Linked DNA regions of Sander lucioperca: region 2 is linked to region 1. A link is a contact called in public Hi-C data. All regions are on one chromosome and are shown on one strand. The core of a region is the stretch at or near the end of the contact, and the rest is flanking DNA. Distances in the headings are between cores, read along the strand shown. Region 1 holds the start of nkx2.2a (homeobox protein Nkx-2.2a). Region 2 holds the start of ralgapa2 (ral GTPase-activating protein subunit alpha-2).

The links. A called contact is a pair of places that touch in the nucleus more often than the background predicts.
Region 2: a Hi-C map of liver shows a contact between it and region 1, with 3 times the contacts expected there. The contact joins the promoter of ralgapa2 here to the promoter of nkx2.2a in region 1. A contact is called at or near these places in 2 of 2 Hi-C or Micro-C datasets (liver and muscle).

The regions. Positions count from the first base shown.
Region 1 is chr18:16,602,332-16,608,470 of SLUC_FBN_1.2, reverse strand. It overlaps nkx2.2a (homeobox protein Nkx-2.2a), which reads right to left and starts at 2,911. Exons shown (of 3, transcript XM_035994902.1): 1 at 2,365-2,911; 2 at 1,370-1,702. The coding sequence starts at 2,629.
Region 2 is chr18:16,756,002-16,762,140 of SLUC_FBN_1.2, reverse strand. ralgapa2 (ral GTPase-activating protein subunit alpha-2) reads right to left here and starts at 3,283. Exons shown (of 41, transcript XM_035994939.1): 1 at 3,000-3,283. The coding sequence starts at 3,105.

The DNA of each region.
Region 1 (6,139 bases), core at 1,662-4,161:
CTGGTGACTCATTGATTATTCCTGCTCTATTTGCAGTTTAGCGCTTAACAAGATAACAAAACATTTATTGCATTAAAACGATTTTCCCCCCACAGTCTGCCACTTTACGCCCAAGGCCGGGAGTGGGAATGCTGACAAAAAGGAGAGCTTTTGACTCAAAGGCTTCTTATGTGAAGAAGCCCTCTTATACTAAGTGAGTGGATTTTAGTCCCATTTCACAAGTGACTTTAGGCTCTTTATTAGTGAGGTGTTCGGATTGGGAAAAAATATTCTCCGGATTAAATTTGCCTAAAAAGAAAGAACTGAAGTGCGCTAGAGATTTATTCCCAGAGTCAAGCTCCATTCTGTCCCACAATATAGTGTTTAGCTCCTCGCCTTTCATTGTGATGTTTAGATGTCTTTTCAGAGATGATCAAATCGAATATGGACACTTATATAAACCAAACCCTCTTTTCAAAAACACAGCATTTTATTTTAAAATCCTTATAAAAAATGTGGGATATTTAGCCAACATCGCGCGGCTACACTGTTATTTACATATGTGTAGTCACAACGTTTTGCCAAAAATCACTCCCCCGTTGTTTTTAAAATGTGTAAATATATAGAGGCCAATCTTCAGCTTCAAGCTCCCTAAAGCTCTCTAGGTTGCAAACATTTGCCACAAAATATTTACAGGAAATAAAAACAAAAGGAAAATAGCTGCAAAGTTGCCAGTGTTTATTCATGGCCATAAATATTTTTTCGGTCCATAAAAGAAGCAAGAAATTAAAATTTCTATAATTATAAAGTGGTTCGTACGTGCTGATAATAACACGAAGGGACAAAAGAAAAAAAAAAGAGAAAAACATCTCTACAACCAACACACAACATACTTTACAAAAAAATTCACAAGAAGAGCATTGACATTCTCAATAAAATCTATAAGGGAGAGGTTCGGACCCAGTTCTCTTAACGAAAACATGTAAACACGGCGCACACATGAGCCCCGAATAAAAATGGTAGTATATATATATGAGTCAAGCTGCAAAAATGAAAAGTCTTTTGTTTTTTGCGTTTTATTTTTTTTCTTTGCTTTGTGGTGAAACTCCCTACCGTGCCTCCAAGCCAAGTCTCTATAATTTCTCTCACCAAGTCCACTGTTGCGTTTGCACCAAGTGATGTGCTGGGAACTGTGGCGTGGCCGCGGCGCTGTACTGCGCGTTATACTGCATGTGTTGGAGTGACTGGGCACTATAAGCCGAGAAGGGGATCCCGGCCTGAAAAGTGGCCGCCAAGTCCTGAGCTTTAAGAGTGTGACAAGGCTTTCCATCCCTGACTAAGACGGGCACGGCCACCCGCCTGGGAGAAGGGAGATGGGTCACTTCCATACCTTTCTCGGCCCGGGCTCTCTTCATCTTATACCGGTGGTTCTGGAACCAGATCTTCACCTGGGTCGGGGTGAGGCGAATCAGGCTGGCCAGGTGCTCCCTCTCCGGGGCGGACAGGTACCTCTGCTGCCTGAAGCGACGCTCCAGCTCGTAGGTTTGCGCCTTGGAAAACAACACCCTCCTTTTCCGTTTCTTGCCGGAGTCGCTGCCGCCGCTGCTGGAAGTTTCCTTGTCGTTGTCCGGCGATTCATCGTCCGCAGACGGCTCCGGGGACTTGGCCGAGTCCTGAGAGCTGGCGGATAGACCGTGCACTGCGGCAAGAAACGGGAGAAACACTGTCAAAATGTTATGTTGTAAAGTTCCCAGAGACATTTATCATAAGCACAAGCCATCTATTCAGCAATCAAAACTTTGGGTGCATTGGCAAATAATGGTGCTGCTGCGTAACAAGAAAAATAACCTGATCGAGCACTTGTCAAAACAGGATTACACAGATAACATTTTTTAAGACATAAAAATGGCTAAATAATAAAACACCGGGACATTTTGGCTAATTTGAACTCGTTAGTGTAATTCTTAAAGTGGAAAAATCTTCAGCCCAAATCTCCACAAGCAGAACGAGTCAGTGAAGCATTAAAAGATGCATTGTCTGCCTGTAAATCCCCACATAATGCAGTCTTATATTTCACACCGTGCTTATACTCCGAATAACTTACAACCTCCTTGTTTTTCCACGGTGCTTTATCGATCACATTCTTACAATGCAAAGTGCGTTGAGCCTAAACACTGCATGCATTTGTTGAGCTGTAAACGCCTCAAAACGAGCGCAGCAGTGCACGGTGCATAAAAATGAATGCTGCACGCCACCCAGGGGCATCGTTCGGATGGAATAGGAGTCTGCATGCCATCAATTATGGCTTAATGTAACCGCATAGCTTATAAATATCACAGAAGTCATTATCAACAAGATCAAGAAGGGTTCTTAGACTCTACTTACATGAATATTGAATACTGTCCGTAGTAGCAAGCCATCGTGTGTAAGGATTGTCACTACTGTCATAAAAGGGGTTCTTTAAAGGCAGATTAGGAACGTTTTCTAGAGGACTTTGCACCAAAACTCCAGTGTTTTTTGTCGTGGACGTGGTCTCCGATCCCTCCGTGTCTTCCTCCGCTCCGGTGATAGATCCTTCTTCGTCATTTGTGTCAGGAAGGTCCAAAATGTCCTTTACAGAAAAGCCCGTCTTTGTGTTGGTCAACGACATATTCTGGTGGGGGGAAATATGCAGGGAAAAGTTGCTGCACCAGCTTTTCGGACAATCCGCTGTTTAGGAAGAAAAAAGCAGAGGCGATGTTTCAGGAAAAATAGGACGAGTAAGAGTCGCTCTACGCTGAAGTACAGTCAAAGCAGCCACTGTGGATAACCATTACCTAAGCAAGTAGCAGTGGATTCAGTGTCTGTAAGTCCAGGAAGAATGCCAAAGTGGCTGAAGTGCTATATGTGGCTCATGGATACTGTGCTACTGCTGGATGCTAGAGGGAAATAAGCCATTACCTTGTCCGATCAGTCCATATAAGGTTGGTCTCAACACATGAACCTGCAGTGTAAAAGCATTAAAACACGCGAAAGGTTGGCCACGTGTGGGCGGGTCTTAGGAGTCAAGTGGATGAAGACAGTGTTTGCAGATGTGAAATTGTGGGTTTTGGGGAGATCCGAGCCTCTACCATTGGTGCTTCAGAGCATGATGAGTGGTATAACGTGTCAATTAATTACAAAGACTGGGAGGGCCTTTTTTACACCATATTTACATACAAAGAACCTCCAAGTAGCTTCATACTCACAATACTTAAAAATCCCGTTTAAACAAATTGCTCCCACTGAAGCTTTTGCCTTTTACTTTCCTCAACAATATATTCATACATAAAAAAAACTGCATTTTGGGGTATTTTTTATTTTTTTTTAGCGATGGGAACCACGAGGATGAGCGGCTATTGTTCAAATATTCGGGGATAATTTATGTAAACCTTTTGTGTCAATATTTTTGCCAGGGCTTAAGGACAAGAGGCTGTGTTGAAACTGAAGCAGGACTGTTTGTTTGAAAGCGCTAAGCAAGTATTTAAGACTGTAGGCCTATCCAAATGGGACACTGATAATGAAGACTATAAAGCCAACAATAACAATACCTGTAATGATTATACCTTTAATAAAAATAACAGAAATAATATTATTAATAATGATAAAATAATAATAATAATGATAATGGTGATAACCTATATAGCATAAAAAAGCAATAGGCCTACATCAGTGTTTTCTCAGTTTATGTATACATATTTCTGCATACTTTATAATGCAATTACACTATTACAAATTTAAAAATCGTTTGCATTTTCCCTCAATTAATCTCCTCAGCTTCATCCTGGCAGCGCATCCTAATATTTGTTTTCTGCGTGTGTAGAGCCCCCTCTAAAGTGCTCCATCTTGCTTTTTCTGTGGAAATCCGAGTACCATTGTTGGTTACTTTATTTTCCTCCCCTTCAAGACTTTCCCTTTCGTTCTCCTCCCTCTGCCTCCTATCCAGTATGTGATGTGGGTGACAATGTTTCACGTTTTTTAGCAAGTCCTCTGCGCATCCTGGGTGGTCGGACCCGGGCAAACACAAATACAAACCGATTGCTAAGCTGCAGACAATGGGGGAAATGTAGACAAATGTCCGGCTCCTGTTGGAAGCTTTTGTCCGGTCGCAGTTTTTGCATTTATTTCAGGGGCGAAATAATAGATGATTGACGCCCCGTGCACAATGCTTTCTAACTGTTTGGAATAAATCTGAGGTTGTTCCTAGTTGTCATGGCATTCAACTGCTTTAAATGGACTATCTCTTCATTCAATTCCTGGATCCTTCCACAATGTTAGGAAAAGTCCTTCATCTCAGCACACACACACACACACACACACACACACACACACACACACACACACACACACACACACACACACACACACACACACACACACACACACACACAGTCTGTCTCCATGAAGGAAAGCCAGGAATTATTGTGTCTTTTAGTTTCTTGTAGTTCCACAGATTGTTGAATTGAAATTAAATTAAATTGATTGAATTGACACTTTCTAAATTATTTTATGATTATTATGATTATTATGATATCGTTTTTTCCCATAGTAGTATAATCGTATTATTGTGCAATACAATGTAATATTGAACATAATTACCTAAACTGCCATTGCATCATTTCCAGACTGTCTCTGGAACACAGTTTCTAAGGTTTCTGGTCCATATAGAAGTGCAGCTGACATATACAGACCTGAGGTAAATATTTCACCAGACTGGCAGAATTAATCACAAGTCTCAACCTCCCACAAAGGCTCCATTGAGCAGCGCGGGCTATATGGACAAACTGAAGCAGCGCCTGAGCTTCTATAAGGGAGAGAGAGGTTACTGACCTGATCCACCAAGTAATGCTGCACAGCTAAATCCGACATATGAAGGGACATCCAGCCCGCAGCAGACACCCAGAGAGCTTTACGCACCGCGGAGGAATGGCCCAGGCTGTAGCCTCTATGCGCATCTCATCAGGAGACTGACTTGGCCCATGCAGGACATTATTTCACTGAGACTTATTTAGTGCCTCAAAAGTGTGTGGAGCTAAATCAGTGTGTGTTAGAGCACGCATGCTTATCACCCGTGTCATTCTGCTTTGTTTTTTCTGCGTGTGGCACGGTGACAAGGGGGAAGTCACAGTAGGATTGGTAACGGCACTGGGCTGCAGACTGTGGTCAGTTGCTGGGGATGTACTATTTGATCAATTGAGCCGAGGGTTTCGGCAAGAAGAGGTAAATGTGCACAGGCTAAGTGGACGTACTCCACTTGGAGAGCCTATCGCTCTCTGTTTACCTGTTTACTTTCACAGGTAGTTCAAACAGGCCGCTTGCCTTTTCACTCTGACTGTGGCCAGTGTGCAGACTGTTTTTGCAGAGCGGGACAAGGACCAGCACCGGGAAATGTTCACAGTCCAGTAAATCTGCTCAGGATGCTTTCAGGCTGCAATTATGTACACAAAATGACATCAGTGTAAAAATACATGACAGATTTTGAGACTGATATTTACAGGATGGATATTGTGTCATAATATTAATACTCATAATTATTAAGAATACTAATAACAGCGTTGCAATTATACATTTTGATGTAATATCGATTTCTATTATTTGTGTCATTATTAGCTCTTTATTGGTGTTGTTCTTGTAATTATTAAGTTGTAAAATATGAACTATCCCGTTTAACAAACTTAAAAAGTTGAAACATTGTTGCAAATATGTTTCCACTGCTTTTCCCTCCAGGTGGGTAAATCATCCTCAATCCTGTGAAACGTGCGTGTGTGTGTGTGTGTGTGTGTGTGTGTGTGTGTGTGTGTGTGTGTGTGTGTGTGTGTGTGTGTGGTGTTAAACCAGAGAGAAGATGGGGTAAAGCAGGGCCTCTGAGCTGCAGATGCATCAGGATTTAAAGGACAATACGGGGCGCAGGGCTGGTGCTTCCCATCACCAGCTTATTTGAGTTCAGTTGGCACTTAATCTTCACATCTGACTCTAAAACGATACATTGAAATAGTATTTATCATCTGACTTTTGTGCATAAAACTGCATAGTGCATAGCCTGCACAAGACAAACCTTTTTATGTGATCATTGCTGTTATAATTATGCTATCACCAGTTTCGCCAGTGCTCCCATTTTAATATTATAAGCAACAGAGCTGAC
Region 2 (6,139 bases), core at 2,034-4,533, 150 kb before region 1:
TCCTTCTGAAATCAATGGATATTCCTGCAGACAAACACTCCTGTGTACAATCAAATTAGTGAAATATTTTCTACATTATTGCTAGCATTTTGACCATCTACTTCTGGCTTGGAGGAATTGGGGCAGTTGCATGCAACTACAAATGCAGAATGAGTTGAGACCGAGCTTGAAAATGACTTTAAACACGAAACAGTCGTTTGTGCCTCAGTTGAGAGAAGCAGTGCATGATCAGGTGGTTTGCTGGCCTCCTGTAATTAACAACCTTAGCCAAATCCAGCCAGGCATGACCAGCAAATTAACATGCAGCAGCTTTCACACTCTATCCCACAGATCTGCTCAGTGAGCAGAAAACCAATACAGGGCCACTCTGAAAATAGCCCAGACCACAGATTGTCTTTTCAACTCCAATACCACTGATACTACGACTAGTTTCAAAAAGCTGGTTATAACAGATTTCTGGTCCTGGTACTACAAAGCCACAGAGACAATGAGACACAACTTACAACATATTTGACCATTTTAGCTTTTTTGTATAGCTTAACGGACAATGAAGTTGAAGGGGGTCTACGACAAGGTCAACAAGCTGCTAATAACTCAAGTTTTGTACAAATATTGGTGTGACACTTGAACTTTGAATTTCAGAGCCCCCTAGAAATTTTGGCTGACATATAAAGCAAATTCTCTGCCATCACAGGTTATGGCAGTTTTGTTTAATATTACTTAAATACACCAGAGTTGATGACATTTTACAAACACCATATGAGGGAATTAAGCCTGACAGCCTTATTTTTCATCTGAGGTGAAATGCTTCTCTTACAAATATAATGAATAGTATGATTTACAAAAATACTGCTGTCAGCAATTAAATGAGGCCAGCTATATTCCCTCAAGTCCCTGTCCTGTCCTCCACAGCAGCACATCTCTCATCACTGCTTCCTGTCCACACAGGAAGCAGCAGCACCAGTAGGAAGTCCTTCCTTAGCTGAAAGCACGGTGAAATCAGGGAGGCTGGGGGACATCAACATGTTGGCCCTTCTATCAGCTGCTGGACAAACAGACCAGCCTTATCTTTAACTGCACATGAGGGAAAGAAAAACACAAAGGACACGCAGCCTCCACTTTGGTTGTACTAGTCGTGACATTGAAGGTGTGCTATGATAGCAAAACAATCTAACTTCCAACAGTTTTTTGCTCAAGCTTCTTGAAACTATTTAGCTGATAATGGCTTTCACAGTTGTGACACTGTGCAAGAAGTCAATAAAACAGCAAACATACCATTGTGACTGATGCATGCTTGTCTGATGCAAGCATGCATCAGACACGTTCCACTGATTTCTACTGCAGACATACAATCACTGGGAAGTTGTGCCCGAAAGTGCCTAATTTTCCATCATCTGGACGATATTAATGTGGTTCACAGTTCTCATGTCTTGATGAATTTAAGTTAAATTTGATCAAAATCAGTCACAGCAAGATATCTTAAAAAGGTTCAGGAATCAAGTTATATTACTTTTTTTAAATACTGTAAACCATGGCATTTTGGCAAATATCAAAACATATCAATAGAGAGACAAAGCAGTAATAATGATCAGAATATCAACTTCACCTATACTACTTTATTGTGTAATGACGAGTTGATTAGATTACATATTAAACTGCAATGGTTAGAGACCTTCATCCTTACCAGAGACAAACTCTACGGGTACAGAGCATAAGTGACCTACTTTGACTGAAATTCAGTAGAGAAAGAACATCATACAGTATGTTGCACTTATAATGAATCCAATGCAGTTTTCCTCCATAGCTCACAATTCCCTCCTGACAGCTTTCTTCCTCTCCACACTTTCCTAAAGTATTCACTGACCCCGTTTTATGTGCAGTCCCCAGTAGTATGAAGGTCATCTTGGTTGTAACAGAATGAATACTCAGGTGATATGCAATGAAAAACGTATATCTGCATACCTACCATACACCTGAAGTTACACTATAAAAAAAAAAAAAAAAACCTTGCTGTATTGTTTAGATGTGTTTTTGAGACACGCAGACTTAGCAAAACAGAATGGACATAAACTATTTAACTTGCATGCCCTTTGCCTTCAACTTAAGCTACATGTTTTGCAAAGTGGATTTGGACTATTTAGCCATCGTGATTGTTGATCAATGAATGAAACCATAAGAGTGGATTGGAAATAGGTTCCATTATATGTAATACAAAACTCTGATGTACAGCACAAGTCAGGCTTCTACAGTACAGAGCAATTCCTTCGATTATCATAGTGAAGGAAGACAGGGCTGGAACAACAGGTACACAACAGTTTTATGACGGTCATAAATACTGCACTTCCTTGTCTAATGAAAGAAACAAAAGGACTTCACCTGTTTACTTTCGTAACGTTTACATTTTTCATAATTTTCAAATCAAATATCTCTAGAAGGATAGAATAACTTGATAGCAGCTCACAATGCAACCAGCTAGAGGAAAGCTATATTATCACTTCAACCTATTAAGTATTAAAACTGTGGCTTGTTTGTAATGTGTCGAGACAGAGAGTTGCAATTACTGGGTTTTTAAAACAGCCAGGGTGACACAGGGCTAAAAGACAACAAAGGTTGTGGTAACGTTAGACAACTGCTTCTTTACGACTGATGCCCTGACAAGGCAGCATCGGTTAGCATTGGCTGGCTAGTTAGCCGCAAGGGGAGCTAGCTCATTTTAGCTAGCATCCATGCCTTTTCACAGTGCGACTTGTCTGATATTAGTACGTAAAAAAAAATCAATAAAAACGTGTGGTGGATGGCAAACACTTCAAATAGCAAAGGTGGTTTTTAGAGGGAATTTTTAGTACCGGTCAGTTAGCTTGCATTTGTCAGCGCAGTGACAGTCAGCCAGCTAACCTGACGCCTTGTCTGACGTTAGCTGTCGGCTGGTGCCAGCTAGCTAGCTCGGCTAGCTAAGCCTCGGCGATGCAGCATCAAAAGCCTGGTGACATTTAACTCACCTAACAGTGACCGGAGGTGTTTGAGCCGGGTCAGTACATCCTTCTTTGGGTCCAGAACTTTCTGTGTAGATTTCTTGACGTCTCCATGCCCCCTTCGAGTGAACATTCCGCTGTAAAATGCAACCGTGGAAGCTGAAATCACCTGTGTTTCACCATACACCAAGCCTCCAATGTGACTGTCACTTTCCTCACCACCACTCTATGTCTGCTCGGTAAACATTCGTCTGACGGCCACTAGTGTCCTGTTTTTTTGTGTGTGTGTAAACACGGAAGCTCAGCCTGACAGAGAGGAGTGGTCACATTATATGAATACGCCTCCTTGTTTATAACCGTTTCACCTTGCACTTCCAGTTGGTTTTAATACATTTTCATTGCAAATACAATTTTCTGTTTTCATGCATTTTAATGACTCATTTCAACTTTCAATTTACTTTACTTAGGCCTACATATTTTTGAGTTTAAGCCCAAGTAGTTTAAGGCCAAGCTATGCATCGTGACAACAGGGGGTTTGTCTCGTTCAAGTCCCACACTTTTGCATCTTGAAACAAGAGAGAAAGACAAGCTTACTTTCTTGTAGTAAACTTTAGGTTGAAGACTAGCACTTATCTTCAGGGACTTATTGATTTTACCTTCGCTCCTACGATAGAGGTTTTATAAATGGAGGCTGGGGTCTAGTTGTTGCAAAAGCTCATAAACGCCCTCTGGTGTTTAAAATAGTTAAACACAATTCACCGGGAACAACAATATACTGTATAACTTATACAGTCTATGGTATAAATGCATGGAAAGGAGAAGAAAGAGTTGTAAAGTTGGATCTCTTTAATGGAAATAGCCAACATGTTTTAGATTAGATTGTGTGTATGTTTGGGATAACTCTGCAACTAAATAGTATATTCTTAATGCCTATTTTAATCTGCAATTATTTTCTTGATTATTTTTTGATATAGCCTAAAATATCAGGAAAAAATGTAAAAATGCCCATCAGAATTTCCCAAAGCCTAAGTTGTCATATCTAAACTGCTTGTTTTGTCTGACCAACAGTCAAAAAAATAAATATCTTTAGAACCAGTGACTTTGGGGCATTTTTTGTGCTTAAAAAATTATCATTAGGCCTATTAAAGTAAGTAAATTATAGCAGTAGTCAATTATTAATTTTCTGTCAATTCACTTATTGTTTAATTAACTAAACATTTACAATCTAGACTTTTTCACCTTCTCCAAGGTCTTCAAGAAAAGGTAAATTATAATGCATGTTTTAACACACTTCAAGAGTAGAACAGTGTTGTATTTAAATGTATGCACTGCAGCAAGGACACATTTAGCATAGGCCACATGTCTGATATTGAAAAGAAACTGGATAACCACAGTGTAGTGGCTTCAATGTTTGTGATTAATACATTATCTGCTTTTCATTCACACCTGGCCAGGTGAGGAGACAGCTGGAGAGGCTTCACCAGCGCAAGGCTGCCGGGCCGGACAGCATCAGCCCCAGGGTCCTGAAGACCTGCGCCAGTCACCTGTCTGGTGTTCTCCGGTATCTCTTCAACCTGAGCCTGAGCCTGCAGAGGGTGCCGCTGCTGTGGAAGACGTCCTGCCTTGTCCCAGTCCCCAAGAAGTCGACTCCATCTGGCCTCAAGGACTACCGCCCCAGTTGCTCTCACATCCCATGTGATGAAGGTGCTGGAGAGGCTGGTCTTGGCCTACCTGAGGCCACAGGTGAGATCTTCTGGCGGCACTGTGAGAATCACATTTTTTGATTTCTCCAGTGCATTCAAAACCATCCAGCCACTACTAGGTGAGAAGCTGCAGATGATGGGTGTCGGTGCATCTACAGGCTCACCACAGTTTGTCCATCTGGACCGTGTTTTGTCTGGTGTGGTGGTGAGTGGTACGGGGGCTCCACAGGGGACTGTGCTGTCTCCCTTTCTGTTCACCTTATACACCACAGACTTCCAGTACAACTCAGAGTCATGTCACCTACAGAAGTTCTCTGATGATTCTGCAGTTGTTGGGTGTATAAGGGATGGACAGGAGGGAGAGTACAGAACACTGGTGGACAACTTTGTAGAGTGGACTGGTAAGAATCACCTGCTGCTGAACATGGATAAGACCAGAGAGATGGTGATTGACTTCAGGAGGAAGGGAACGTCTCCGCAGCCCCTGTGCATTCTGGGTGGAGATGTGGACATGGTTGGGGAGTACAGATACTTGGGTGTCAACATCGACAACAGGCTGAACTGGAAAATCAACAGCACTGCTGTTTACAAGAAGGGGATGAGCAGACTCTATTTCCTGAGGAAGCTGAGTTCATTCAACATGTGCAGCAGAATGTTGGAGATGTTCTACCAGTCTGTTGTGGCCAGCGCTCTGTTCTCCTCCGCCATCTGCTGGGGCAGCAGCATCGGAGCCAGCGAAACAAACAGACTGAACAAACTGATGAGGAAGGCTGGCTCCGTTATTGGCTGCAAACAGGAGACATTTGAAGCTGTGGTGGAGAGGAGGTCACTGAACAAACTGTTATCTATCATGGATAACCCCGACCACCCTCTCCACCCCACAATGGTCCAACAGAGGAGCACCTTCTCTAAGAGGCTCCGACAGCTTCGTTGTTGCACGGACCGCTACAAGAAATCATTCCTACTACAGGCAATAAAACTTTTTAACACCTCATCACTGGGTGCTAGATAAGACTCTTAGACATCACATCTGCACTAAATGCAACTTGCACAATAGGTTTATCTACATCTTTATCATTATGAGTTAAGCAGTTGTAGGCTACATTTTGTATTCCCAACTTGTATTTATTTTAAATATTTGTTCTTGTATTCTATCCTATTATTATTTCATGCATATTGTATGTATGTATGTATATTGTATCCTATTATTTCATGTATATTGTATCCTAGTATTTTATGTATTCTGTGCTGTGTGACTGATATTTTGCTGCTGTAACACTGTAATTTCCCATTTTTGGGATCAATAAATATCTATCCATCTATCTATCTATTTATCATTACAAATAAAAATGTGTGCAATTTTATTCGTAGACTAGACAGTTTTCACTGCAGACATATGGACTTGTCATAGCATGATAAGCACAGGTGAATTTAATAACATTAACGATGGCTACATTCCATTTG